Linked DNA regions of Gossypium raimondii: region 2 is linked to region 1. A link is a contact called in public Hi-C data. All regions are on one chromosome and are shown on one strand. The core of a region is the stretch at or near the end of the contact, and the rest is flanking DNA. Distances in the headings are between cores, read along the strand shown.

Region 1 (7,791 bases), core at 2,778-5,277:
AAGGTATGAATCACCTTATTTTTGTTTGTACACATTTCAAACACTTTTGTCTAATTTACATATTATTGCTGCTCTTTGGCAACGAAGATAATCATATTGTTATACCAACTATAGATGTTTTCTTATCACAAGTATCTCTAGTGCTGAGAGTACTTGTGCATATCACTTAAATGTGTTTTGATCGCAGAAAATTTTCCATTCTTTACATATGTAACCATACTGCGGCTTTTGGCATGAAGTTGACTCTCCGCTCACTTGTGATGTAGGAGTTATTACAGGTGCTCAAATCCCGGATGCCCTGTCAAGAAGCATGTGGAGAGGGCATCTCATGATGCAAAATTGGTTATAACTACATATGAGGGAAAACATGACCATGATTTGCCTCCAACTAGGACTGTTACTTATAATATAATTGGCTTAAATGTTGATTCAGCAGCTCATAACAGTGAATCAGGCACCAAGGTAGAAGAAAGGGAGACCATTAATTCTAGTTCTGGAGCCGAGAATAAACCGAGCGAGCAATCGAATGGCGAGTCAAGAACTAAGTTAGAAGTAAGTGGTACTGTTCATGTTTGCACAGTTGATGCACCTACATTGGGTCCTGAAAGTGGGTCAAATGAGCAACGGAGTGGAAAGTTAGATCACAATGAAGAGAGTGAAGTGGTTGGCTACACTGCTCATAGTAAATCAAGTTCTCAGAATACAGAATGAGCAGATCAGTAGCAAATTCGAAGCAAAATGGAAAAATGGTATTGCTGACAGTGATAAGATGGTCCATGTCCATATTCTTGGGGTGTTCGTATTCGCAATGATTGATTCGGAGTATCAATATTGGCAAGCAACCCCCATGTGTAAAATTATTCAACCAGTTTAAATAATGCAAGATTAAGATGTAGAATTTTATCTTACGGAAAGATCTGATATAAAATAGGCTAATGTTTATTGAGAAATTTCTCAGTTATTTTTCACCTTCGTCTTCCATTATTATTCAAGTTTTAGGTGTCACTGAATGAATGAAACAATGGAACGAGATGACTGCAGAGAAGCAGGCTAACTTATGATTTATAAGAAATGCACGCTTAAATAAGTTGTTGGCAGCTAAGACAAAGACATCCAAGCATAGCTGAATGCCAGAGTTATACAGAAAGAAATCACTTCCATGCACAAGAAGCGACCAAATCCCTATTCATCCAACCAAGAAATAAACCTCCATCTCTCTCTTCAAGCCTATATCTATCACAGTAGTTCTCAAGCAGTGTTTTTATGGTGGCATTCACCAAGGAACTTAATGGATAAGGAGTGAACCCCGCCATTCTGAACCTTGACCTCCACTTTCCCATGAGTTCATGTCGTTCCACTCTCTCCGGCCCCTCACATGCTATGATGTTAACAACATCCCTTGCCAGGCAATGCTGCTCCACATTGATTCGCTCTTTATGTTCCCGTGGGAGAGTCACATCGATGGATTCAAACATGGCTGTATAATAGTTCAACGTCTCACGGAACCTTGGGAAGAATGGAGCAGTGTTTGTGTTTGATTCCTGCTCGACTAGGGTTACAACCTTTGGAGACAGACTCTTAACCAGCCTCAAGAGTCGGTCACGATGATTCTCGGTGCTCACACTCTCATCAGGCATGTGGTGAAGCATGAAAGCAAAATTTACAGCTAGAGCCTCTCCAGGTCGAACTTGAAGATGCTCTTGTTGAACCTCACAACCAGACATGGCAGCAGCATTGAACTCAAATGGCACTTTAAAAAGCGCTGCAAGTTTAGACAGCCTCTTTGCAACAATGTTTAAGCCTCCTCCGCGGGCATAAGCAGATGTGGAATCATCGATACCAGTAATGCGGATGTGAGGCGGCCCACCAGGCCTAGCCGCAAATGCTTGAATAAGAGTAATCCACTGACTCCCCTGACCTATTTGGAAATCGATAATATGAACTCTATCTTCATCCTTCATGGCTTCCGCAATAGCTCCATTAGCGGACATGTAACCAAACTTGAAGTAAGGGCAAACCTCATAAAGAATATGCATGTAAGATAATAGTTCAGCACTTGCCGGTTCTTTGCATCTCAAAGCCTTGTAGATCGAGCTCCCCGAGGAGGCCAGTCGTGCCACAAGCCCTTCCAACATGTATGCTCCCAACCTCTGGATGGGCTCACCAGAAACTGACACCATCCGTCGTAATTCATCCATTAACCACTGTGCTGTCAATAGATCATTATCTGATACAGCTTTTGCACAGGAGACAAGGACCTGTTTTAGATCTCGTCTGGAGACTGCATCCGTTACAAGTCTCCAGCTGTCCATCTCAGGTGAGATGGTGCTATTGATAATATCACAATCAGGCCCCAACATCACAGTTTCCAGCTCTCTCAGCTTACCCTTCAGATCACTTACATCGTCAGTTATGCAGGAACCGCTAATAGGAGAGCTATAGGTATTATCTGGAGAGTGATGCAGGTCAGACATATTAGACTGTGATTCTTGCTGTGACATTGGGCTTCCATTTGATGAAGAATTGTAGACCGTATAACTGCCACGTGCAGAAGATGACTCCAAAGTGCAATAAGGCTCATGGGAATTCTTGACTGAGAAATGGGATCCGTGGCTGCTGTCGCTATAGCAGAAAGAGCGATCAATAGCTGGGAATTGAGGGAAGCTGCAAGGCTCGACTTCTTCCTTTACTTGAGGAAACAATCTGCTGGCCATGACTGAACTTCTATGTTGCTGGGATGCTTGCATTGGTGTCTCTTGGTTCTCGACTTCTATGTTGCTATAGGTACTAAATTAAGAAATTTTGATTCTATCTGACAGGCTAAATGCTGCATACAAAGTAAGTGTAAAAACCAATGTCACCCCCAGCTATCTCTTCTCTCTTCATGGTCTGCAAAAGAGCGAAACAAGCTCAGCAAGATTTAATGGCGGCATTGAGGATACAACACAAATTCCAGATTCATCATGCCTATCAAAATAGTCAATTTCACCGAAACCTAAGCGCCCATTTTTCTTCTGATATCACAAAAACTATCATCAACTCATAAGAAAATAGAATATATACATACTTTTCTTCCTTCCATTTTCAACAAAACAAGAGATGAAAATATCATTATTCAATACCCCCTCCACCATACATTCCTAGATCTTCAACAACAAGAATACTTAATATCCACATACTCATGACCAAATACGTATGAAGGAAAATAAAGACATCTTTGATTCCGCACAAGGAGGAAAAATAAGTACATTAATTAGCTATTTAAACAACATTTATTCCAATCTCCAAAACATCAATTCTGGTCTTACCCAACTGATACCAAAACTTCAACTTATATAGCTAGGCATTCTCTCTCATAGCCACATATATATTTTTTACGTCATAAATAAATAAAATTCATTCAAGCACCAGATCATTACTCATTTGACATTATGTGATGTGAAGGAGCTTCTACTTTTACACAACTAGAAAAATATTAAGTCTTTATTCCTTTTAAGTAAAATAAAAAACACAATAAATCTGTGAAGAACATGCTTTCTTCTTCATAAAAACATCATTTTTTTTAAGACAAAAAGAAAAAAAAAAACAACACCAGAAAGTGTAGATTCTTAAAGTAAAACCAAAACTAGAAATCTTTAAAAACCATCTTAGTTATAGTTGATCCAACACCAACTCATTTTCACTAAACTCAAAACAACTTCCCCCCTTCCAATAAGGAAACCAACAACAACTCCACTCACCAAAAGAAAAATAAACCAAAATTCCAAGAACCTCCGGCAAGCAAGAAGAAAAAAAGAAATCTTAAATTAACTCAATTTGAGAAAATAAATTGGCTTGCAATATCAAATCAATTGTTTTAACATACCCACCTTATTATTCTAAGGAATCCTTAGCTTGCTGAGCTTTGAGTTTTGAAAGAGAAAGAAAGAAATAAGATAGGAAAAGATTTAATTAATTTTTCTTTAGTGAAGACTGAAGAGCCACATGTGCATTATATTAATTAAAAACTGATGATGATTAAAAGCCCATCGATTATGCCAAAACTACAGGATTACCATTAATGGCAGAAAAAAGAGAAAAAAAACATTCTGACTTCTGAGCTGTCTTGCAAGATACACACCATTAATAGACTTCTGAATGACTATACTATCCTTGGGTAAATAATTAGTAACAACACGTTTGGTTCGCTGTATTAGAATAAATGCGTAATTGAATAGAGGCGTAATAGAATAGAGGCGTAATAGCAAATTAATTATTTGGTTAAATGTAATGGAATAGAGGTGTAATAGTATTCTTGTGTTTGGTTGAATGGAATAGAGGTGTAATAACATAATGGAAAAAACTAAAATGATTAGAATACCCTTAGCATAAATTTGTTTGGGTAAATGATTATTGTTATTGTTATTTAAATTTTAATAAGATTATTAATATCAATAATAAATAATTTAATCATATTTAAACATAATTATTATTAAATATATTATAATTAAAATATATAATTTAATAAAATTCTTAATAATTAATATTCTTATATGAATTTACTCAAATCATAATATATGATACTATAAAAGATAGTTTAACATAATTATTATTAAATATATTTTAATTAAAATATATAATTTAATAAAATTCTTAATAATCAATATTCTTATATGAATTTACTAAAATCATAATATATAATACTATAAAAGATAATTTGAAATAATTAATATTAAATATATTTTAATTAAAATATATGATTTAATAAAATTGAAAATAATTATAACTAATAAATTTTCTTATATGAATTTGTATAATTTAAAATAATTATTATTAAATATAATTTAATAATAATATATAATTTCATAAAATTCTTGATAATAAATTTTCTTATATGAATTTATATAATTTAAAATAATTAATATTAAATATAATTTAATAATGATATATAATTTCATAAAATTCTTGATAATAAATTTTCTTATATGAATTTATACAATTTAAAATAATTAATATTAAATATAATTTAATAATAATATATAATTTCATAAAATTCTTAATAATAAAATGTTCTTATATGAATTTACTAAAATCAAAATATAACTTGAGAATTATATTCTGCATAAACATAATTAACTTATATTAAGAAAATGTTAGATGAAAATGAAATTCTACATCCTAATCCATATGTTATATAGTTTTACAACATCAAAAACTTCCATCATCTTCAACATGTACTTCAAAATCCCATCCTGTGCCCTCGACATCTTTCTCCTCGCCTGTTCTTGTGACAGGCGCTGTTTAGCAATATCAATCCCCTCCTTGCACTTATTCTGCTCTTTAAGCCGTTTGAGACGCATTTTGTCCCTCCACATCCTCCTCTCAAGTTCATCCACATCAATTTCTTCATCACTATAATCATCCTCCACCGTCGCCTCTGGTTCAATTTGTGAGGCTGCCACATCTTTTTCCCCAAGTGGAGCACTGAAGAAATCCATATCCCCACAAATTCCCATCTCGTCAAACATCATCATTGTTCCAAGATAGGAACTCAAATATGTCTGAAACTTGAGAGAACCTCTAATCTGCTAGTACTGATATAAGTTCAACCCACCCAAAAATAGGCCTTAGTTAACCTATTAAAAATTGAATAAATATACTGGTTAACAAATACCCGAAGTTCCTTGATAAACTTGCAGCATCTAACCAATAAAATTATATACACAGTCAAAATATAAATTTAACACCACACACAAACAGACACACATGTATATACATGTATACATATATGTAAACTCTGGTTAAAGAAACATAGATGAAGTATCAAAAAATTAAACAGATCAAAGTAGCCTATCAGCTGATCATCTGCATATATGAGTTTTTTAATTATCATGACATAAGAAAGATAAACGGGAAAATAAAGATAAACTACGATTCATAAATCTTCTAGCTGCGATGACTTCTCCTTTGCTGCATTTCAATACATGATGTTAGCTACGCTTTCTTTAAAATTATATGGTGTTCAAGCCAGTTGGACATATGATATATCCCACCATAGGTAAGGGAGTTCCTTAGGGCCAAGGATCTATCCCTGTCACCTGAAGGCTTAGGTGTTCATCACCAGGACAATAGTACACCGAAACTACGAAAAAAGGTAACAAAAGAATTGCTAAGAGCTCATAGTGATACGTTTGTCACACGAATAATATTTTTGCTAAAGTGGGGCAGTAGAGAAACTAGAAACCACAAAAGGTACATTGTCAATGCTTCTAGCCAACAAGCAGCATCTGGATTCTAATGTACTGAAATCAAACATTGGTCATCCCTACTAAAGATGGTGCATGAAAGTGCAAGCATCGACACGGTGAGACTTAAGTTTCCAAAACTAGTATGAGATGATACATGACCTATCGGTCATTCTGGAAAAATCAGTTTAACCCACCGTGACCTTCCTAACCACAATTCAAACCTAAGTTGGGGTGCCTAAAGTCGAACTAGAAAATCACGAAAAGGAATACATCTAATGAATATTGACAAACTACTGAAAGAGAGTATGTGTTTGTTCTTACAATGAACAAGAGCTTGGGTGATAGTTGGTGCCTCACGAGTAACACTTTGAGTTTGTCCTGATGCACTGCAAGTTGCATTCTGCTGGAAAAAAGGAAACCAGAATCAGAAGCTCCGAATTCCAATATCATTAAAAATCGAGTATAAGCACGTGCAAAGCACACACAGAGCCATAACATACGTGCACGCATGTAATGATTTGTTTCACTAAATCTAATATCAGGATTTAATACCGTTTACATTGACAAAAAGGTGAGCAACAATTCTCAATTTCTTCTGTAAAAATAAAAGTAAGCGATTAGTTATGGCGACAAAACGTACCAAAGCAGTTGCGGTGCATGCAATGGATGAAGATTGTTTTCTACTTCTTCCTACACTAGGTTGTGATTGCAAGCCAAGTTCCCATGGCCTAATCCGAGTCGGAATTCTAACCAAGCCACAACGGCTACTGCATTCAATTCGTAACTCTAATCGATGTCCTGCCGAAAACCAATAGCAAATTTTATCATCATTAATCTAAGAAAAATTGAATGAATAATAAAATAAAGTTCCAAGAAAAATACCAGTAGTTAATGAAGGCCGCAAGGGGGCAGTAACACTAGCAGCCAGCATTTTACAAATAGCTACAACAAAGGCTATTCAAATAAGAACAAACCCTGAAAAATATATGAAAGATTGCATTATTAGATAAAATTTCAACGTTTAAAACAATGAAACCCCATCAAAAGAAACTGAAAAACAAATGAACATGTAGGGATTAATAATTAACAGCCTTATAGAGGCTAAAAGAACACAAAAGAAACTGAAATAAAAATGACACAATTATTTTTTATGATTCTCAAGAGCAAAAACAACCTCAATAGGCATAATTAAATCCAAATTAAAATAACATCCATGGAATTCAATACAACAGATATTAAAGGAGAAACAAAAAGAACTTGGAACCTTGAAGAAGGTGCTGGGTAGGAGAAAACTGGAGAAAGCAAAGGAAGATGCCGACTTTAAGAAAAGGGACGAGAAGAACTGGGAAATGGAAACCCCACGTCTAGGAAGAAGGAGAAGAACAGGGCTCAAATAAATGCCGTAAAATCCTGCCGACTTTGAAGGCTGTTATTTTTGTAGAGATGTGGGCGTGTGGAGAACTATGAGAAACAGAGGGAGCAAATCGACAGAAACTGTGAGAAACAGAGGGAGCAAATCGGCAAAGGCTAGAAGGGACAGAAGAGAAACAAAGGGGAAGCGGAT
Region 2 (7,791 bases), core at 1,390-3,889, 130 kb after region 1:
TAAGCCTAGCAGACTAAGTGCCGACGATCTGAATCAAGCTTTAAGCCTAGCAGGCTAAATGCTGGTGAACTGAATCAGGCTATAAGCCTAGCAGGCTAAGTGCCGGTGATCTGAATCAGGCTTTAAGCTTAGCAGGCTAAGTGCCGTTGAATCTGTTTTAATTGAGTGATTATATACATTGGGTATATATGTATATGATTTGGTTATTTGTATTGGATAAATATATGAACATCTGTTGCTATGTTTTTGATGAGCATATAAAAGCTCGAATCTTTGTGTTTGGTGAGTATATATATTTATATTGGTTATCATGAAATTGTTGGATATATATATATATATATATATATATATATATATATCTATGCGTTAAGCATATGTGAACTATAAGTATATATATGTGCATTCGCACATGTGGTTGATAAGTATAATTATTTGCTTTTGGCATATGTATTTGAATAATATATATATGCATTCAAGAAGTGCAAGTGATAAGTACACTAGTAATCAAAATATGAAATTAATGAGATGTTAATAACTCGGTTATATGCATATAATGTATATACATATGTTCGTTTATATGTATTAGTTAAATATAAATTCTTTTAGATATCAACAAAATGACTTAAGATATTAGTGTTTGAACAGTAATTATATTGGATATTTGTGATCTTAACAATTTTACTTAAGGAATTATATGATTCTTTTATAAGTATTTTAGTTATGCTATAGACTTACTAAGCTATAAAAGCTTACTTTATTTGTTTACGTCTCTCTGTTTTATAGACTTAAAGAGCAAGTTTCAGGCTTGGGGATCGTCAGCAAGATCATCACTCTATCTATAGTCTCGGTATTAAATGTTTTAAAATTTTAACTTATGGCATGTATAGACTGGATAATATTTTGAAAGTTGTACTTGATGTACAATATATATAATTAATAGCCATACAAATATGGCTTATTTTCTTATAGTTTAACTAGATTCAAATCTTATGTTCTGTTTAAAATGATCAAAGTAGAATTTATATATTATACTTATTTAAATATTAGACTTTGCTTATTATATTTAATAATAATTTTCTGAAAATTATTAAACTATACCGGATGTCTGTTTTGAGTTATGTTTGATTAGTAATGCCTCTTAACCCCAAATTCGACGACGGATACAGGGTAGGGGTGTTACATATGCCACAATCATGTATATATATATATTCGTATGTTTATATATATTGTACTTGAATCATAAAAGTACAAATCGAAATCGTGGTTACTTGTCAGCGACTCTTGTCTTTCCTTTCCCTCTCGATGGGCCAATGTCGCATTTAGCTACGTTTGATAATTCAATTTATAAACAACATCATATTTCATCAAATGCATATCCAAATACAAAGTCAACTATATTTTTCATTTGATTCAGTTTAGTGTCTATACTTGGGATAAGCATATTTTTCGATGTCTAGCTTTGGATCAAAATCCAATTTCACATTATTTCATTAGAAACCCTATACTTCATATTCATAGCACAATCTTATGACAAATTTTCAATTTATCCAATTTGGTCCCTAATGTTACAAAGTTAACTATCAAACTTATTTAAGTTTACAATTTAGTCATTATCATGATCTAAGCTTAATAGCTATCAAATTTAAGCCTCTTTTATCAATTTCTAAATAATGACAACTTGCTAAAAACTTAACAATTGAAAAAATTAAGACATGTGCTAGCTAAATCAAACTTCGTGATCATAAATCTATAAAACTTAATGAAAAAAGCTTGGTTACCTTGAAATTTTTGCTTGCCGGATATTTAAAGGTCAACAAGGATTTTTCTTTTCTTTTTTCTCTTAAAGTTTGGGACGGCGAAAGCAAATGAGTAAGATGGTACATTCATCCTCCACTAACTTAATATTTATACTATGATTAGTTATTAATTAAGCTTGTTTAATTAGATTAATTAAGGTTTTATTATAATAAGTTAACTATTAATTAAATTAAGTAGTATCCACCACCACTATCACCATCTACTATCTCATATTAATCCATGGTTAAATAATTATTTTGGTCTTTTAGATAATTGTTATTTAGGTCCTTAAGTCTTTTTAATTAAAACTCAATAGCGATTGGATTTTTACAATTTAGTCCCGAGCTTTAATTAACTATTTTCTCAGTGAAATTACTTAACGAACTTCAATATATTTTTACACTAATTCTATAAATATTCATATTTTATATTTACGGGTTCGATTTACAAAAGAGAATTTTGAACCTATATTTTGACACCACAAAATCAGGTTGTTACAATAATATGTAGAATAAGTAATAATTGTACGTAGGGTCACCCAAATTAAAATTAAGTGAATATGGATTGTTAGATAAAGTATTGTGTAAATAATTGTATTCATCTACACTATCTTTCATGAAAAATGTATTCACTAATACTACAGTCCCATTTTAAATTATCTATATGATATGTGCCTTGGACAATTAGACTGCATGCACTGAACCAATTTGTACGTCTATTCAAGTTTCATTTTGATTCAATTTCGACCAAGACTTGCAATTGACCAAACATAGCCTTAATTAAAGGAAAGATGGAGGAAAAATTTTCAGTCAAGCGGGCTGGCTAAATTAAACTGTAAAACACTTGATGGACGGACCAAGACTTGATTCAGACCGAATAAATGGTTGGCCATGTGAACCAGGTGAGGAGAGACTGGATCTTTGCCCTGGGATGTAGACTATTGAGCATCCTATTAGGCTATTACCTCTTGGTTGAAAATACTTAATCTAATATGGTTTAATCATTTTGGGCATTTTAAATTAATATTAATTTAGAAATATAAAAAATTAAAAATTCAGAAAAATAAAAATAAGAAACTATAATTGAAAAAAGATTAAGGATACAAATGAGGTCGCTCAATTCAAAACTCAAGTCAATCGGTCAAAAAGCAAAATCCAAGGTCACATTTCAAGTCCAAATCCAAATCTAAATCTAATTTCGATCCATGCCAAAGTTAAAAGCCTTTTCACCGGTCCAAATCTAATTTTAGTCTAAAGTTCATTTCACTAATTGTTAGGGCCCCAATCTTTGGCCCTTTTTCTTTTAATTCGAAAGGGAATGCACCACTAGATTAAGATTTTTATAGTTTATTATTATTATTTATTAATGCTATTTACTATTTTATTCTAAAAAAAATAAAAAATTCAAATTTCGAATTATTCGAATTGATTTAATCGAATCAAATCAATTTCTTTTTTTGAATTTCAAATTCGAATCGAATTAAATTTTCGAATTCAAATAATTTAAATAAACTAAATATCAAATCCTTCTACTTCCTCCCCCGCCCCGCGCAACCCTTAAAAGTCAAACCCTTTTACTTTTTTTCAAAAAATCTTACTTTTCCAAACACTCAATTTTTTTTTCCTTTTACCATCCCAAAATTTTTACTTCCCTCTAAAATAATTTACTTCTTCCCAAATCCCCAAAATTATTTCCTTTTTATTATTAAATTGTTTAATCATGTTGAATCTTTATAAATTTATGTTAAAATTTAATTATTGGTGATGACATAAAATATTCATGTTAAAATCTTTTGTTAGTATCAATTTCACATTTTATCTTTAAAATAAATTTTATTTAAAAATCATATTTTATATTTAATATATATTTTTTAATTTCAAAATACATGGTGACAAGAACCAGAAGATAATTGAAGCAACTATGAAAACAAAAAAGCTAACCCGTATATTAAATATTAATAAATAAATTATGAGGGGTTGAAAGTTAATAACAAATTTGAATACGGTGGGTGGCAATGGATACAATGACCCAAAGTCATTTTTTTAAAATTAACCCAAATAAATATATTTGATTCGATTTGAATTCCATCTCATTCGACTTGATTCGAGAAAATTTCAAATCGAGTTAAGATGATAAAATAAGATTCGTTAACTCAATTAATTCAAAATATTTTTATTCTATTCAATTCGATCGAACGCTTATCCCTAGTTTGTCTTCCTTCGACATCAAAACCATAAAAAGAAAATCACATTTTGAAATCAAAGTCAAATTTGTTAGTCAAGTTCTGGTCCAAATCCAATTCCAACCTGTATTAAATTCATAAGCCATTTCATCAATCCAAATTTAATTCTAGTCCAATGTAATTGTAATGCCCGAAATCTTCGGTACAACATCTGGTATTGTTTTAGGGTTGTCATAGTGAATTTTTGAGGAAAATTTGAAAATGAGCCAGATAAAGATAGATCATAAGGAATTTAATTGGTATTGGAGATGGAAATAAATGTAGAAAATCGTGAATGTGAAAAATATATGAAAAGAAAGAACAAAACATAAATTTTGAAAAGTTGAAGGACTAGAATATAAATTGACCAATCAAGAAAATGTCAATCGATAATGATTATTTGGCATGAGAATGACTTGGAATGTGAACTAGTATGATGGAAGCCACTTTTTAACTAAATTGAAAAAGCTTGGATGATACAAGAACCAAATTGGAAAATTTTCCATTGTCATCAAAAAGGGCATAAGTGTAATATTTACAAGTGGACAACTATTAGTGAGTAAATATGGTTTATGAATCTGAATATGTGAAGGGTTGAATTTGATGCGAAGGAAGTCCAGTAAGAGGTAAAAAGGGATTAAAATGTAAATTTTCCATATAAAGGTATTTTAATCATTTCACATGATAATCATGTTGGAAATATTTTTTTTCGAAGATATTATATGATTGACATTGAATTTGACCTATTGGTTGTGTTTAAAACTTGGTGATTAAACGTGGACCACACATTTTGTAACAACCGATTTTTTGTGTGACTGAAAAATGTGGTTTCGAAATCTTATTTTTGAAGTTCTAGTCTGAAAATGTTAAATAATAATATTTACGAGCCTAATTTGGTAATATATTAAATTATGGTTTAGTAATTTTGTTCAAAGGATAGTTAATTAAGGTATAAGTATAATAATCTTAAAATCAGTGGTGTCAAAAATGAGATATCAAGATCTCATTTCAGAATCGAGCCCGTAAATATTTTTATTAAATATTTATGGAGTTGTGATAAACGTGAATTGAATTTTTGATAGGTAATTTTTTGAATTAATAGCTAATTAAGGTATAAAAATTAAATCATAAAAACCGAAAAAATTAACCGCTATTAATTTTATTTGTTAAAAGGACTAATTAATATTAAATCAAGGCTTTAAATGGAAATTTAGTCAAGAAGTTGGACGATTAAGTGATGATTTGTGTGTAAATAATGTTATTATTATAATTATATTATTATATTTATAAAACATAAAGAAATGGAAAAAAACAAAACCATGTTTGTTTTCTATTCATCTTCCACCACCAAAAAACCCATGGAAATAAAAGAAGAAAAGCTCCATTGACTTTCAATCTTTCGAACCTTGCATGGTAAGGTATACTAAGTTCGTTTTTCGTAAATTTTATGTTTTTGAGATAATTGTAACTTGATTTAGCTATTTCAGGTATTAAATCGTAAAACTATTAAAGCTTTGAAATGTTTCCATTGATTTTTTTTATGTTTTTGGTGTTAATATGGTGGTTTATAAGCTTAGAAATAAAAAAGGATTAAATTTAAAGTTAAAATGCTTGTTTTTTGTATAGGGATTAAAATGAAAATAATTCAAAACTAGCATGAAATTTCTATAATTATAGATATTATAAGGTTGTAGAAGGATGTGATTAAAATCAGATTGAAAACATGGCTTAAATATGAAAGTTATAATTGTTTGGGTTTTAGGGACTAAATTGAATAAAATGTAAAACTTCAATAATTGTTGTAAAATAAAATTGGACTGTTATATGCATGAAATAAACTATTATAAGACATTTTAAACTGATAATCTGAAATGAATTACCATAGAGATCAAGATTTGAATCAACCGATAGATAATCAAGGAAAATGAAAAATTGTTGATTAGTCCCTACACTTCAACTCGTTAGTAGTTTTTGCAGGTAAGTTCATATGGTGTAGTTATGTTTTTAAATGTATTGGATGTGTTTAAATTATGAAATTATATTTCGTGATTGTATTTTGAATTGGTTATAAAAGGGTACAAATAGGTGAGAAATGAATTGAATTGTAAAGAATTGAATTAATGTGTTAAACATGCCCTGATGAACGTATGAAAGGATAGGATACAATCGGCATGCCAATAGGGTTATTTGCACACTGTACGAGATATGATATGTGATTATACTAATGTACCGAGAATTCACTATTTAAACTGGAATGCAGCATTTGTTTCGAACTACCGAGCTTTGACTCTACAGAGACCACTGTTACTGATTGTCTTTATGGATACCTTGGTGTGTTTTGGAGGTATGTAACGTCTTATGATGTATGATGTCTACGGGCTTAGCATTTCGCTACTTAGGTGTATTCTAGAGTTATCGCTCAAATGAGCAATCGGGTGTGCTTTGGTGGTTACCCGTGTATCCGTACCTGTTATTATAATTCATTGTGCTAAATGGTTATAGCATCAAGTTAAATGAATGAATGTTTTTGTTTATTATGATAGAAATAGATGATATAAGACTAAATGACTGAAATGATGATATGTGTTTTGAATTGATATGTTATATGATGATTGAATAATGTAATCAAGTATATATATATTTGATAATCTTGATTAAATGACATTGAATTGAGTTGAATGGTATTGTATAGATTGAATTACTCTGAGAATTAAATCTAATGATCTCACCTAATTGTTGTTAAAAGTGAAAACATGAAATTAGTATAGTTAGCTAATTTATTATGTTAATTATGAATTGAGGTGAGTAGACTATTTTAGTTCCTATGAACTTACTAAGCATACGTAATGCTTACTCGATTGTGTTTTCTCTATTTGTAGTTATCTTTTATGGAATGAGGCGATCAGATCACTTTGAAGGTCACACAATTAAGTCCTCAATTCGGTAGTCTTTTATTCGTCCTAGACTCAGTTATATGGCATGTGTATAAGGAGTCATAATGAATTTGTACTTATCTTGAATATCCATGATTTTGAACCTTAAATGCTATGCAGCTTGAATGGTTGTAAGCTAGATGTATGAATGTGCATAATGGCCTGGTGACAAGTTATATTCCAGGTAGGTGAATGGTTAATTTTGAACATCGAATGTTTGAGCTAATGTGATGAGGGTGATATGTTTGAATTGGCATAGAAATATTTAATATGATGAATTACAAAGTTGAATAGGTGTTAATTTGTTAGCTTGATTAATTAAACCAAAATTGCCAAGAGGGGGTGAATTGGCTTTTAAAAAATTTGGTGGAAGCAAGGAAAGAATATGAAACAGTGAACACAAATATTTAGAGTGGTTTGGCCCCAATTTCCTACTCCACTACCTTAGCTTTCCACAACTAAGGATTTTCCCAAATTCACTAATTTATTCAACATTTGAGGATAAGGTTTAACCTTACAAATCTCTTAATATTTCTACCCCAAATCTTAAGATAAACCCTCTCAAAGAATTAGAAATAAGCAAACTAAGAAATAATTCTAACAAGATCACAATGTTTGCAAATTAAGCATAAATAGGCAATAATACACTTGAGCAAAAGTAAGACAATAAGAGCTCACAAGTGTACACAAGAGAATTTTGGAAGTATTGAGTACAAAGGTTGTTTGATTGATGATTTTTGCTTGAAAATGCTTTCTTGTTATTGTAGGAACTTTAGAAGCTAGTATTTATACCCCCTAATTGATTTCCAACCATTGAGGTTATTGTGGTAGTTAATAGAG

What was found. A called contact is a pair of places that touch in the nucleus more often than the background predicts.
Region 2: a contact with region 1 is called in a Hi-C map of leaf, with 3 times the contacts expected there. The contact joins the enhancer-like site here to the promoter of LOC105799806 in region 1.

What each region holds. Positions count from the first base shown.
Region 1 is chr7:19,296,120-19,303,910 of ASM2569854v1, forward strand. LOC105799806 (scarecrow-like protein 21) reads right to left here and starts at 4,028. Exons shown (of 2, transcript XM_012630563.2): 1 at 3,870-4,028; 2 at 1,037-2,889. The coding sequence starts at 2,747. The coding sequence ends at 1,152. LOC105799833 reads right to left here. Exons shown (of 5, transcript XM_052633233.1): 1 at 7,492-7,791; 2 at 7,110-7,202; 3 at 6,868-7,025; 4 at 6,549-6,630; 5 at 5,091-5,615. The coding sequence starts at 7,158. The coding sequence ends at 5,611. LOC105799814 (WRKY transcription factor 1) reads left to right here. Exons shown (of 6, transcript XM_012630573.2): 4 at 1-3; 5 at 267-704; 6 at 706-950. The coding sequence ends at 874.
Region 2 is chr7:19,428,777-19,436,567 of ASM2569854v1, forward strand. No RefSeq gene overlaps it. Among protein-coding and RNA genes, the nearest start is that of LOC128042717, 27 kb to the right of the region's middle. Within about 2 kb of position 2,640, the one cell type or tissue checked has open chromatin away from gene starts, as enhancers often do. A contact at or near this core is called in leaf, where this site is marked.